Linked DNA regions of Gossypium hirsutum: region 1 is linked to region 2. A link is a contact called in public Hi-C data. All regions are on one chromosome and are shown on one strand. Each heading gives the region's core, a stretch centred on a gene start, on an enhancer-like site or on the middle of the called end of the contact. The rest is flanking DNA. Distances are from core to core; before and after follow the strand shown.

The links. A called contact is a pair of places that touch in the nucleus more often than the background predicts.
Region 1: a Hi-C map of leaf shows a contact between it and region 2, with 1.7 times the contacts expected there. The contact joins the promoter of LOC107922268 here to the promoter of LOC107922496 in region 2. A contact is called at or near these places in 2 of 34 Hi-C or Micro-C datasets (both in leaf).

The regions. Positions count from the first base shown.
Region 1 is chrD01:60,686,614-60,693,634 of Gossypium_hirsutum_v2.1, forward strand. It overlaps LOC107922268 (microtubule-associated tumor suppressor 1 homolog), which reads right to left and starts at 1,793. Exons shown (of 5, transcript XM_016852208.2): 1 at 1,591-1,793; 2 at 999-1,280; 3 at 432-650. The coding sequence starts at 1,680. LOC107921174 (a long non-coding RNA gene) reads right to left here and starts at 6,035. Exons shown (of 2, transcript XR_001690960.2): 1 at 5,712-6,035; 2 at 3,245-3,680.
Region 2 is chrD01:60,306,642-60,314,138 of Gossypium_hirsutum_v2.1, forward strand. LOC107922496 (transcription factor TGA7) reads right to left here and starts at 5,381. Exons shown (of 10, transcript XM_016852563.2): 1 at 5,136-5,381; 2 at 3,933-3,985; 3 at 3,674-3,840; 4 at 3,512-3,583; 5 at 3,137-3,196; 6 at 2,993-3,070; 7 at 2,762-2,825; 8 at 1,925-2,196; 9 at 1,226-1,450; 10 at 419-818. The coding sequence starts at 3,826. The coding sequence ends at 678.

The sequences.
Region 1 (7,021 bases), core at 543-3,042, 380 kb after region 2:
AAATCAACATTAGAGGCGAAGCACTACGATTTGCTTGTGATCTTCGAGACACCATTCTGGAGACAAAGACATCTTCAAAGAAAGACAAACCAATTTGATTGATTGATTTCAAATTTGTTTTTAAGTTACACATACCACAAGTTGATCTTAACCTAACAATCTAAGTAGATGTTTTTAATTTAATTAACTTCCACTTTATAACTAATTTGTTCTTAAATTGTTTTGAGCATAACACCGAGAACATCCCCGTGATCCAAACTTGCAAAAAAAAAAATGTCATCGCTACATGGCTAGTACCCGAAGATAAGTACTACAAAAGCCAATATTAGTTCTCACTATTAAAACAGATAAGGAGTATAACCATTAATTTCTTCATGTGGAATGAAAAATAATTGGACATGTATACTGAGTATAGAGAAGAAGAGACTTACTAAAAGCCCTGAAAGTGTTAGCACAAGAACATTTTGCTTCTCATGCTCGCGCTTAAGCTGAAGAAGATCATTCCTCAACTGTTCAATCTCTTTTTCTTGATCTCTCAAAGTTTGATTCATTAAAGAATAATCCTTTAGTAAGGACGTATTCTCTTTCTTTAAAGAATCATTTTCGTCTTTAAGGTTCTCCACATTTGATTGCATTTCCATTTTGTGATTCTGCGTAGAAAGGAAAGACAAAATGTATTCGTGACTCAAACTAGAATATTCATCATTTCATTCAATTCAGTTAATGATCTTTTGCTTTTAAACCAACATTTTGAATTTCGCATGCTGCTATTTCAACCTGCCTATTTGAAATTTTAAATCAAAAAATGAAAGATGAACTTCTTTCAAATGGGAAGCAATTAAATTATTAGTAAGTTCATATTTCGCCTAATTCATATTTTATTTCACAATCAAAAACAAAAAAGGCAGAATAAATTGCATGAAAATTGATCCCTTTTCCTTTAGGTTGGACCCAAATTATTGCAAGAGAAATGAGATAAGATGAGAAGATAGACTCACCTTACATCTTTCCCGATATGCCTGATCGATTCTCTTTTTCCTTAGAGCTCGCTCTGATCCAGATACGCTTGATAGGTTCCTTTTCAAAATAGAATGATTATTAGTAAGTTCCTTTAGGCTTGGAGAATGATTACTGATCTGGTTTGGGACAACTCCACTGCTTATTCCAGGCTGATTATGGCTCTGAGCCCAGTCGGGGTACAGAAAAGATCCATCCCATGGTTGTAGCGACGGAGAAGCTGATCTCCAATTCTGGGAAAAAAAACCCTCAGACTTGATCACCTACGCAACCGAATTGAAATATAGCTTCAATTTACGTATTCTATTATAAATCACCCAGAGCCTCAAGAAAAGATCTAGGAAATCATGTGTCTGGTTGTATGAAAAAATAGAAAATTACTAAGTTAGCAGATCTATAACCAAAAAAAAACCCAGAGAAGGCGTGTAATAATTTGAGAATTTATGCGAAGGAAAAAAAAGATAAACAAGAGAGGAATAGAATAGAATTTCATCTGTTTATAGCAAGTCAAGGAACAAAGAATCGCTTAAAGAGAAAGAGAAAAACCATTGATTCTGACAAAGAAATGCTTACATCTTCATCAGCATCAGAGCAGCTTTCGCAGGGGAGCTTCTGAGAGGGATGAGGCTCCTCCCACGAAATTGTCTGAAAAATTTCTTCCATAGATTTGTTTTAGCAGCAGGAGAAGCATTCATCATCGCTAGTCCGCATATATATGACGAGATAATCGAAAATCAACAGAAAAGAATGTGCAACTACACTAAAGTCGATGGGCCCACCCTCGACGGTAACTATAGAAAGAGAGTCGCAAGGCGACAAACATGATCGCGCGATTTTGTCTAGTCGGACTGTTTTAAAAGATTTAGATTTTAAAAAGATTTTATGTTTTTTAATTTTAAAATTTTACTCATTAAATACTTGAATTTAACTCTCTAATATTTACATATTTTATCAATTTAATCTTAAATTTAAAAATTTAACCATATTAGTCCTTAATATTTATAAAATTTTTCATTTAATTTTAATTCTAAAAAAATAAAACAAATTAGCTCGAACATTTACAAAATTTGTTAATTTAATTCTAAAATATCTAAAGATTTTATTTTTGGATAAAAAATAAATCAGTCATTGGCAGCAGCAACAGCTAGAATGGTATTCGTAGTCGGCAGCTCCACCATTACCTCCTCTTCCTGCTTGCTTCTCAAAGAGCCCTTTGCTTTGAAACGCGGTTGTTACGCTCTTAGCTTCAACAACGGCAAACGATTATCCAAAAGGTTATTTTCTTGCAATGCCATTTATAATCCCCAGGTTCAATCAAACATGAAGGTCAACCCGAAACCCTTGACTACAGAGTCTTCTTCGAAGATACTTGAGGGAAAAATGTATTTGTCCCAACTTTTTATTTTATTTTTTTTGGAAGGTAATTGAGATTTAGTGGTGGTTTAGATTTCTCCTTGGCATGATATACCATTGCACTCGGGAGATGGTGTTTTAAACTTTATTGTGGAGATCCCCAAAGAGTCAAGTGCAACAATGGAGATTGCTATTGATGAGTCATACACTACCATTAAACAGGGATTTTGAGTGTCTGTAATTTTTTAATCACTTCAATGCTTTTTGGGCTATATTCAGCACTTTGTTTCGGCTTCCTGCTATTCCACTACTTGGTTTCAGTATTAGACCGACTAGCATTTATTATGAAAAAATCGTTGTGAAGAAATAGCCTTGCAAGTCTTGATGTTTTCGTTTTCTTTCAATCTTTAGTTGATGTTGTTGAGATTGGTGATACCCGGCTTCATTAGCCATGATTGAAAGTTACAAAATACTTTTTAAATATTTTTTCATTTTTTAAACTCTAGGAATTAGAACTAACAAACTTTATAAACAAGGGCTAAAATTATTGAATTATTGATTTTAGGATCAAATTGATAAAACGAGGGCTAAAATTATTGAATTTTTAGTTCAAGACCAAATTGATAAAATGTGTAAACATTGGAGGACTTAATTTGTTATTAGACCAATAAAAAAAGGATCATGTCAGCTTCAAGGTAAGTATTTAACGGGTGACTAAAATTTTAAAACATTGGTAATGAAGTTGGGTGACCAAATTAAAACCTACCCAGAAGTTGAGTGACCACCCAGCTACTTTACCCTTTATTTTTACTAGCCGAGTATCTTTGAACTCAACCTGCATTACATGCAACAAACAAATACCTATGCAAGTTAGTTTATCTCAAACTGCGATATTTAAAAACTTTCAGCGCCATTGCCAATTACAAGCTTAAAGCCACATGGAGGTTTGAAAATTCTAAGGATGATAACCCCCGACAAGTAGTAATGACAATGCAGGGTTCATATCGTTCATATACGTACCCTGTGCTATTATAACATTACACTATAGATTTCTCTTAGACTTGAAAGGATTAAACATTGTACATGTGAGCACAAAAGGCTTTAAACAAAAACAAATATATAAATGAGCAAAGCATAGCACACAAGACCAAAATTCAATTCTTGGTTGGTTCTCACTTCTCTAGCCAAAAAAAAACCAATGGGTGCTTCAGCCTTCTCCTGGGTAGAAAATGGCTTTAGTCCTATAGAAGCCACACTTTCATAAAGGATTGGGGCGGTCCAACAAAATAAGCATGAATTCATCAATTAGGCTGACAATAGTGGACATAAGGATTTAGTAATAAGTAAAGATAAATTGGTAAATATCCAACTCTTTGCACAAAACTAAGCAGTATATCCACCCTAGCAAGTTGCAATGAGACATGTCACTAACTCAGCAAATCACTAGACTTTCAAAGAGTCAATGTGATGAAATAACCTGCAATGCCCTCAGAGGTCAAAACTCAATGATTCTACCAATTCATCAATGGTGATGCTATGGAATTTTATTGAAGACCTTTCTACATCCACTACTACTACCGCCACCAATAGTCTATAAGGCCACAGATGATAATTAGCAATGGGAATGGAAATGGGAATGGCGGCAGCAACAACAACAGCAAGAAGAAGAAGAAGAAGAAGAAGAAGATGATGATGAAGAAGAAGAAGACAAAGAAGAAGCGCCAAAACCAATGATGACTAGCAGTAAGGATGGAGGTCAACAACAATGCCATAGCAAACTCTAAGCACACAAAAGCATACATCATAAGGCAGTGCAAAAAAATGAGCAAATAATCTCAGGGCAAGTGAGACCAGACTTAAAACAACTAAAAAAATATGTAAAGACTACTGAGAAAGTAAACAACTTAAATGGAAGATTTAAATTCAAAGGAAACATAATAGACTAGGATTTCATCAGTATCATAATTTAATGACAGCTAAGCTTGTGGTTTTCAAAACTATTAGTCTAAGTCTTCACAAATTAAATGAAACATAAAAAACAAAAGAACTACCATATCAACAACTTCCATCAACAAGCATATTCTAGAGCTTCTCGAATTCATTAAGCATATACTTCACAAGTGGTATCCTGATACAATTGACTAGCTAGGTTCAAACTTCAAATGACCCTAAGTGATTCACTAAGGATTAGCATATGGGATACTTTAAGTACTATCGGATAACAAACACATAGAGGTTAAACAAGAAAAAGTTCACAAGAATTTGTCAAATTAACTAAATGTTTAATGCTCCCAAAACATCAATTTGAGAAGAGGAAGATTCATACATTACAAATAGGATATATCAGAGATATTGACCAAATTCATAGATTAATGAAGCTACAAACCATCACGATGTGAAACAATATTACTAATCATACAAACCATATAGTCACTAAAGAACAAAATCAGCAGCCTAAAAATTCTCATGTAGGAAAACTGGTAATTACTTGATTATGAATTAAATTAAGGGGAAAACGAGTATGATCAGGATGCAAATCATGTCTAAAGAAAGCAATAATGGCATGACGAAGTCTAAATGATTAATAAAGCCCTCAGATCTCATAGCTATGCTTGGCCATTGTAGTATTAACAAACTGATTCTCATAAAGAGAATTTACAAATCATCAGCCCTGTCGATAAGAAGATAGATAGATTATAGACAGAAATTATAGACATACATATAAGTGTGTGTATGGATAGAGAGAGGGAGAAAGAGAGAGGAAACAAATCAGGGACTTATGATGATGATGATGATGATAATGATGACAACGGACGATGATAGTAAACCCACTAAATGAAAACCAGAAATACTACTCTCTTTCAATGAGTTTTCCATCATTGGGAGAAAACCACAAGCAAGTATGCCAAACATAAAATCAATAAAAAAATGCGGGTTCCTCATCAGTACATAAGGGAGACAATTGAAATAGTAGGAACACACTGTTAACACGCCAAAAGAATCAAATCAAACGATATTACAGTGTCTATTGCTAACTGCCAACATTCTCACATAAATAAAGTTGAAATCTTGTTACTGCAAATTCTTTAATAACATACTTTAGAACACACAAAAAAAAAACACCTTGGGTGGGTAAGATAAGCATAGTAGGCTGCATGTGCATCAAGATTACAGGCTATGTTTCAAAGAAAGAAACAAAAAACTGTTCAAAGTCCAGTGCATGCATCATCATTGTTTATCAGTCAAAAAATTATTTATGAACAAATGCAAAAAATGGCTATTTTGCAAAAAGTGATGAAAAGAAATTAGAAGCCCTCATATCTCATAGCTTTTGAACAAACCATCAACGGATTTCTGTGCTAATGGCAGTCCCTCCAGAGCCTTTACCACCATTGGGTGTGTGTGTGAGGTGGAAAGAGGGGGTGGTGATGGTCACAGTGATGGAAATGGTGCAGAGGAATTGATACGGAGAGCCGAATGTCAGGGTTTGTAAGGAAGTCAAGGCTGAAATACTGGACTCCATAGATTTGAGGGTGAAATATCTGGTTGTACCTTAAATTTGGGTTGAGCTTACGGGGTGGGTTACCTGTCAGGCCCATGAGTAAGGCCTTAATGTTATCTTTCTAGATAGGCTAAAATATGTTGTTAGTCCCTATACTTTGACGAAATTAGAGATTAGTCTCCATACTTAAAAGATTAAAAATTAAGTCCTCCTACTTTTTTTATTTAAAATCTCAATCCAATAATTAACATGTTAGTATTTTTTTGTCATTTTTTTTAATTTGGAATATTAATAAGGCTACCTTCGTATAGCGTTGTATATGATTGACAAAAAATAAATATGTCAAGTTTACAAGTTCTAACAAAACTATCAACGATGATTACAATTGGACTAGAATTTTTCAATTGAAAAAGTAGGAGGATCAAATTTTTAAATTTTAAATTATAAGAACTAAATCTCAAATTTTATAGAAGTAAAGGGACTAATAGCATGTTTTAACCTTTTAGATAGTTGTGCACGACGATATTATTATTTAGCTAATATATTTTTGTTTATGATAAATTTTAAATAATATAAAACACTAATTACTTTTGTTGTAAAAAAGTATTTTTTTACTTCAATTTTTTAATAATTTAACTTGTTTAAACAAAATAAAAAACTTTTTCAAATTTTAAAGAACCCTAAAGTCTGTCGTTTGGCACGATCTTCTTAGTCTGCTGTCTGGCACGTTTTTCTTCTCTTTTTCTTTTGTTTTGACAGGGTCTGGTGACGGTTTTGTCTTCTTTTGCTGCTCTGATTGTTTGGTGTTGTGCTCTATAATAGAAGATGAGTTGGCAAATCTGAGGCTAGTGGATGATGAGGAAGAAGCAATCCAAGAGGATGTAGCGGTTGTGGAAAACTTCTCTCAATTTTGTCTTGTGGGGCGTTGTTTAACAGACAGCGTGCTTCACTTCCCTTCGTTAAGGAATACTATGGCGGATCTTTGGCACCCTATTGGAGGGATTTGTATTATTGATATAGGGGAAAAGCGGTATTTTTTCCAATTTTTTCATGAAGTCGACATTGCTAGGGTGATTGTGGGAACGCCATGGTTTTTTAATAACCACTTGCTTATACTGAAGAGAATTTCATATGGTGACAATCCGGCAG
Region 2 (7,497 bases), core at 4,131-6,630:
ATTTTTGGAATTTAAAAGAAAAAAAGGCTTTATATGGAATATCACTCAAAAGTAAGTAGCAAAGACCCTTTTTATAGTAGAATTCAAACTTTTCGTTTACGGAGGAAATATGACTAGTTACAACATAATTGTGCTAATTAATTGTTATTTTCAACCTTTTTCTTTAGCATTTTTAAAAGGAAAAAATAGAGAATGTTACTCTTACCTGGGGTGGCTTCTACTAGTTAATTGTCTAAAGTTATGATTAATTTTTTTCAGAAAATTCATTGTGTTAATTCAACAAGCCTAAATCCTTGTGTATGCAATAAATTTGCAAACCATTGAGTTTTATAATGTGAAATTCTAATATTGCTAAATTTCTTGTCCCACTAACTGAAATAACCAAAAATTGCCGAAAGTAAGGTAATCACTAGCTTGCTAATATAATTCTCCAGCTTCCAATGAATATAGAAAGTACTATACAGCATCAGTAAATCTAACTTTAATGACCTAAAATTCTTCTTGAGATACAGTATAAGGGTTCATATTTACAAGTTTTATGCCCAAGAAGTTTCTCTGAAAACTATATATACATACATATATATTGTGGTTCATAAAACAAGACCTCCAAAAATCCAAATGCTTACCAGTTGAGGAACAAACTTCTGGTGAATACAGCCTAGACATATTGATGGTTCTCATGGACGAGCAGCCGAAAGTGAGCTGAGAGCACGTAGACGATGAAAGTACTCCCCCATGGCAAGTAAAACTCGAGCTGCTTGACGGGTTGTCAGGATTCGAGCCATCTGCTGCAGCGTCTGCTGGCGAAGGTGATCAGCCTGTTTTGGGAACAACACATGCAAAATCCAGTAAACAAAGTGCACATCTTAGGATAATATACTAACATACACTTGAGAATTATTCAAACAATTCTAGACAATCTTAGATATGTTATATATTTCTACATAAATTGTCATGAAATAAAGAAACTCCATTCTCCCTCCTCTCCGAGCTGTGAAAGCCGTTAAAGTGGTGTCATTTCATATCGTGAGTCTTTGATTGCTTGTGATCATCATATTCAAGTTCGGCATCAGTTGGTTTTAGGTTAAATGCTTAACAAAAACATCAGTGGCACATCAACAACACCCTCACATTCTCAAGCTTTGATTTTTCATTTAAAAGACTGAACTCAATATTTAAGTTCAAGTGATCAGATACAACTGATGAAAAGCAAAGAATGTCATACCTGGCTTACAAAGTTTTCTAAGGCTTCCAATTTATCTATTGCAGCAACCATCTGAGCTCTGTAGTTTCCTGAACACAAATCAGATGCTACACTCTCGGCCAAACTCTGCTGCAGTTTTTCTACTCCTTGGGAAAGAGCATCTTCAGCTTCCTGAGAAGATTGTCGAAGATTACATACTTCCAAATGCTGTTGATCAGTCAACGGCTCAATTTGTGGCACCACAACCTGAACAAACAGAATTCCAAAATCCATAATTCATGAGTAGAAAAGTAGCTACTATTGGTGCATCAGCCCTACACTATTTGATTATCATGAGAAGTTATTGACCTCAGTCGGTAGCTCATATGGCATCTCCAGGAAAAGACAAAAGAAACTAAAGATTTGAAAATATCCAAATAAAGCTTCAGATCGTTGAGGATAAATGTACTTGTCTTCACTTTACTCTTTTACTCTTTACTAATGCAACAGTTGATATCAAGTGGTGAAATAATATTCACTAGTTTCCGTAGTTGGTTTTTGCAAGCTCATTAGGATCTGTACATGCTTCTCCGAAGAAAATGTTTCCTACATGGAAGATCTCCATGATTCTATGTAGGGTAGATATCTTATGAGAGAATTTGGGATGAATTTATTCATATTAATCGATAACGAATTGGCAGCCTTCCAGAAAAATAAGAGTTATACGAGATTGAGCATTACATTTAAAAGCGCCGACGGGCGGAATCCTCCGATCCAGTGGAAAAAACGCTCGGCTGAAGTTCTCCATATACCCGAGATCAAATAGAAGACATCTGCCTTAGCAGCATCAGCTTTCATGCGGAACAGATTGTAATAGTGGTTCAAGCCACTTTCTACGAGTATATGGAGCTCTATATCAGTAATGTGTGCCTGGACTGCAGTTCTAAGTTCACAAATCAGTCTATTTTGCTCTTCAACCCAGTGTCTGTATTCCATCTCAAATGAAGTAATCCCTGCCAAATTCAAATGAAAAGATTCTAAACAAGAAAGCAAGACATATGCACTTTACATTTACACGAGAAAAATGTGAAATTCAAAGGGAGGGAAACCTTTGCTCATTGGTTGCTAGTTAATGAAGCATAAGGTAAAACAAGTCTACTTTCTTTGAAAGCTATATAAATTAAATCTTCCATCACTTATGTGCTTCGCATTGTGATTTGTGAGACCTTCGGACATAATTTTCTATTGTTTGAAATAACAACTAGCTTACCGATTCCAATTATGCAATATCATTATTGTGAATGTCAAAATTACAAAAGAATGAAAATTATACAAAATTTATGCTAGTAAACATGCGAGCATAATAACTTTCATTCATGACTTAAGTGAAGAAAGCCATTGAACTATAATAACCACTTTAATTAAGGAAATATCTCAAAAAAGTGCTAATAAGATGATAAAACTTGCTCATATAAAACAAATATATGACAGTGAACTAAGATGTCGGGAAGGTTAATATTCTGCGAGTCAATCTATAAAGCAAAAACAATGATAATTGAAGTAGATTAGATCACAAACCTGAGTTTACAGTTCCAGACAGTCCAAAATAACCAGCCTCTGATGCACCGGCTATCTGTATACCCTGCGTTAAGGCATTAGCTAATCTGTTACATATGCCACATTTATAAACATGATTAAAAGAGATATTTTTCTTGAAAATAAAAAGAAAAGGAAAAAGAAATGCCTTGTTGATAAACAGAGAAAACATATTTTGGGGGGGGGGGGAGAGAGAGAGAGAGTTCACTTCACCTGCTGCCTAGCTCTTTCAAGCTCTTGCTCCAATTGAGCTAGTTTCAAACGACTTGATTCTAGTTGTTGAACATAGGCCTATAAGAGAAAATCAGTTTACAAGTACTTGTAGATGTTCAATCAATGAAATAACTGTTCATCTACCTTTTTCCGCATTCGGCTTTTACGAGCAGCTTCACGATTTTGAGCCAAACGTCTCTGTATCTGCACATATTATGCTTCTTTAAATAAAAGATAAATAGAGTTGAAACAGGTAGGAGATGCGGGAGTTCTAATATATTTAAAATGTAAAACAGCTACACAGCCGCAGAACAGGAACCGCACAGATTGGATTTTATAATACTTTCCTTTAAAAAGGGTTCAGGGTTATGTCTGGACTTTGAAGCATGCCTTAAGCACAAATGCTCACAAGTAGGCATTAGCACATATGACAGAAAAAAAAAAGCTATTATTTCTTAAATGTTATCGAGGGAAGATATGTGTCTTGCAGAGAAAGAGCAAATGCGGCAAATTCATTACCTTATCGGAGGGTTTGTTGGTTTCTTGATCACTAATGGATGGTTCCACTTGCTCACAAGGTATACATTCAGCCTAGGATTTAAATCAGCATAAATTAGTTATAGCCTGAAACTGAATAAAATGCTTAACCAACCAAGAAATAAAACTACGATGCAATTTCACCTTGTTCTTTAGCCTGACATCTGCTGGAACAATTGTGGATGATCCAATATTTGGACTATTGTCACCATTGAAGGTGTCTGCCCACCTGCTTATATGGTGGAATTGCTCATATATCGCCATCCTTCTGGTAAGTTCAGTTGATGGAGAGCTCATACTCTATCAAGCAACTGGAACAGAACCAAAAACCAACAAATAGCTTACAAATCTTATGCCGAGGACAGAATCTTAGATTTCAACAATGCTTACATTGTTTCCTTACCTCTATCCATGGATCAATCTCCATGGGTGGAAAACAATGTAGTGATACAAATGCTGAAACGAGAACACAACAAAGATCATCTCAATACTAGCAAAAGTCCCAAGAACTACAGAACATCTAAGCTATATGTAGGAGGGATCTAATAATTTTTCTTGTTTGGACCAATTGAGTTATGTTAAGAGTTTCCCTCTCTTTCTAGCGTGCATTACTATTAAGGATGTTGGATGAAGGTTTCTAGTTTTCTCCAAAGGCAATAAAAATGACTAGAAAAAGAAATTACTAACACTTCTAAATGAATATCTATAACTAGCAAACAGGCATGGGGAAACATAGCAAAGTTATAAACAAGATGTCCCCTCTTATCTTTCTTAAACTCAAAACAAAGAAAATACTATTCAACATTTTCAAGCCTAATGAAATTCAATTTCCCTTCACATGAAAATCTAGATGAGAAAAATTGGGTAAAAGTACCAGGGAGGCCCCTGTACTAAGAGTTAGATTGCATTTTGCCCCCTTTACTAAAAAAATGAGCAAATTACTCCCTATAGATCAAAGAGCAAACTGATCATTCTGTAAAAAAATCATCCATTTGTACTGTTAAAAGCTAGTGTGATTGACAGAATAACTAAACAGTGACACATAGCGTGCCACATGTAATAGAAATAGATGAAATTTTTAACATAAGGACCAATTTGCTCTTTTATCTAACTTACAGGGACTAATTTACTCAATTTTTTGAGTAGAGGGGACAAGATGCAATCTATCTCCTAGTATAGGTGGTACTTTTACCCTCATGATAAACATTAGTTCACAGTTCACTCCAAAATGATGTACCAAAATACAAGACAACCAGCTCTACTTTTACATTCAGTTCTTGCTCTTAGTAAGTAACTAGACTCGGCTAATGCTCTTAATTGGCGCCAAAGTTACATGTTACAAATTACAAGCATCCACAAAGTATACCAAACTTCCTGCATGGCCATCATAGATTACACCAACCCAGTAAAGCACAAATTTACTATACTGATGTGATCAAAGAAGGAAAAATGAAAATTGAATCTCTCAAAAGTTTCAAATTTCTCGTCAACCCAGAATAGAAAACAACAAAAGTTGAAATTTAGAAACTTAACTAATCTTAATAAATAGAAAATTGAGCCTTTCAAAATTTACATAAAAACTTGAGAGCTGAGAAACTTTACTAACCTTATGGATCAACAAAACTTCAGATAATCAAAGTCCTTCAATTAAAAAAGGAAAGAAAGAAATTGAACACTCAAACACTCTGTTGTTGCTGTAAAAACAGCATTTTCAACCACTCCATGAAAGCAAATAAAAGAAAACAACCCAAAAATTAAAAATAGTTCATAAACAGAAAGAATTTGTAAATATATTTATTTCTAAAAATCTCTAGTCAAACGTTAACGTCTGAGTGTTTGTACAGCAGCAAAAAATATAAATAAGGAAAAAGACGATATGCGCATAACTTTTTTTTTTTTATCCTACGCACCCTACTCTCCCTTAACCTACGCCACTTATTCCCCCAGGCCTCAATTAGTGTCATCATAACTGACGTCATTTCCCGGTCCAAATTATAACGAACATTTGGCCCTTTAAAGGATTTGCTGGTGGTCGTCCGTTGGGGACCCACGTGGTGGAATATGATTGGTTGGGAAGTTTGTAAAGCTAGCAGACAGCCACTCATCTTTTCCCTATTCTTTTTATTTCTAATAATAATACATTTCTAGAAACCAAAGGTATTTCTTTTTAACAATATTTTCTCTTAGTATTACAAACAAGTAACACGACACAAATTTTACTATATGCTTCAAAATATTTATATATAACAAAATTTTTAAGAGAAATAAAGTTAATGATTTTAAAGAATCTCATGAGCTTGAAGAGTTTTTTTTTTTTGAAGAGATTTGATTGGGTTTTGTCATATTTATAAGCCTCTCTTAATCATAAAGAGGGCTTTTATAGAGATGATCCATCTAAAAAGTGAGTGGATTTGGGTAAAAATATAAATTTAAAAAATAAATTTAGGAAAAAAAAGTAGGCCCGCCTTGAGTAAGCTCTTTTTAGCCCCGAGCTCGACCAAAAAAAAACGGTTGCATTTTAGTGCTATTTTGATGCCGTTTTGCTATTATATTGTTACTATTTTGTTGTTATTATTTGGATATTATGTAACTCTTGTTTTATTGTTAATTTTACTACTATTTTAGTTGTATTTGTTTGTTAAGGTACACCTATCTTGATGTTATTTAAGTATAAATAATTTTTTAAATTTATTTTCAATTTGTTGGGAAATATTTATTTTAATATTTTTAGTGTATCTGATGTATTATATTTTTTAAATTTGTTCTTATATAAAAAAAATTAATACGGGTGAACCAGGTCAGGCTGAGATTTTAGCATTTTTATCTAACCGGATTTAAATAAAATTTTAAGCCAAATTATTAGATCGAATTAAGTCAAAAACTTAAAAAACGAACTTAAAATTCTACTGAGTACAGGCTTAACCTATAATCACCTCTAATTTTAATGTAGGTCACACCAGAAAAATACAAGTTGGTTATAAAGGTATGGATGGTTGATTAGTATGTGATGGGGGCAACTTGAGGAGAATGTATGAGAATGGGTATAATAATTGACCCTTAGTGGAGAATAAATTATTAAGTGATGTTATACTTGTGGTTAATACTTTAGTAGGCTAAACTTGACGAATTCTCTCTCTCCAAAACCATAACACTAAGTAATCTAGATTTTTAGTATTTAAAAATCACTCTATATATAAATTTGTGCTTCACACATTTGTGAAGAGTTTGTACAATTAGGGAGGAAAAATGAAGAATTAGTAACAATTAACACTCTTATTAAAACGCCGACGTTTTGAAAATATTTAGATTTTATATTCGAATTTTATTTTAAATAAATATTTAGATTTTCAAATTTATTTTAATTATGTTTTTGTAATAAATAAATAAATAAAAGGAACAGGTCATTTCTTTTCCTTGGGAGGGGGGGGGTAGGGGCTACCCCATGAACCACATTAACCCTTAAATAATACCACCAATTTGCATGTATAATCTGCCTATCTCTATCACTCCTTTTCGCTCTCACTTTCAACACACATATACCCACATTATTACGTTGCATTTACGTAGCAAACCATTTTCCCTGCCGAAAATGTATTATTATGATGGTTACTTATTTTTTTTCTTGAACGAGTTTTAATTTGATTGATATGAATATTATTATCAATGCAAGAGGACGTGGGTTCGAGTGCATTGAAGCGCATTATCTTCCTATTTATGGGTTGGGGAGAGACTATGAATAGCTTTAAGCACTATGTCAAAAAAAAATAGATATGATCAGAACCTATAATGAGATTGTTCAAAAATTTTTTTTTTTTTGAAAACACAGCTTCACAATATCTTGAATATTAAATTTTCAAAAGCATGTGTTCTTTTTGACACAATGCCTAGAATTATTCATAACCCTTCCTCAACTCATAAATGGGAGGATAATACGTTTCAGCGCGCTCGAATTCATGTCCTACTAGATT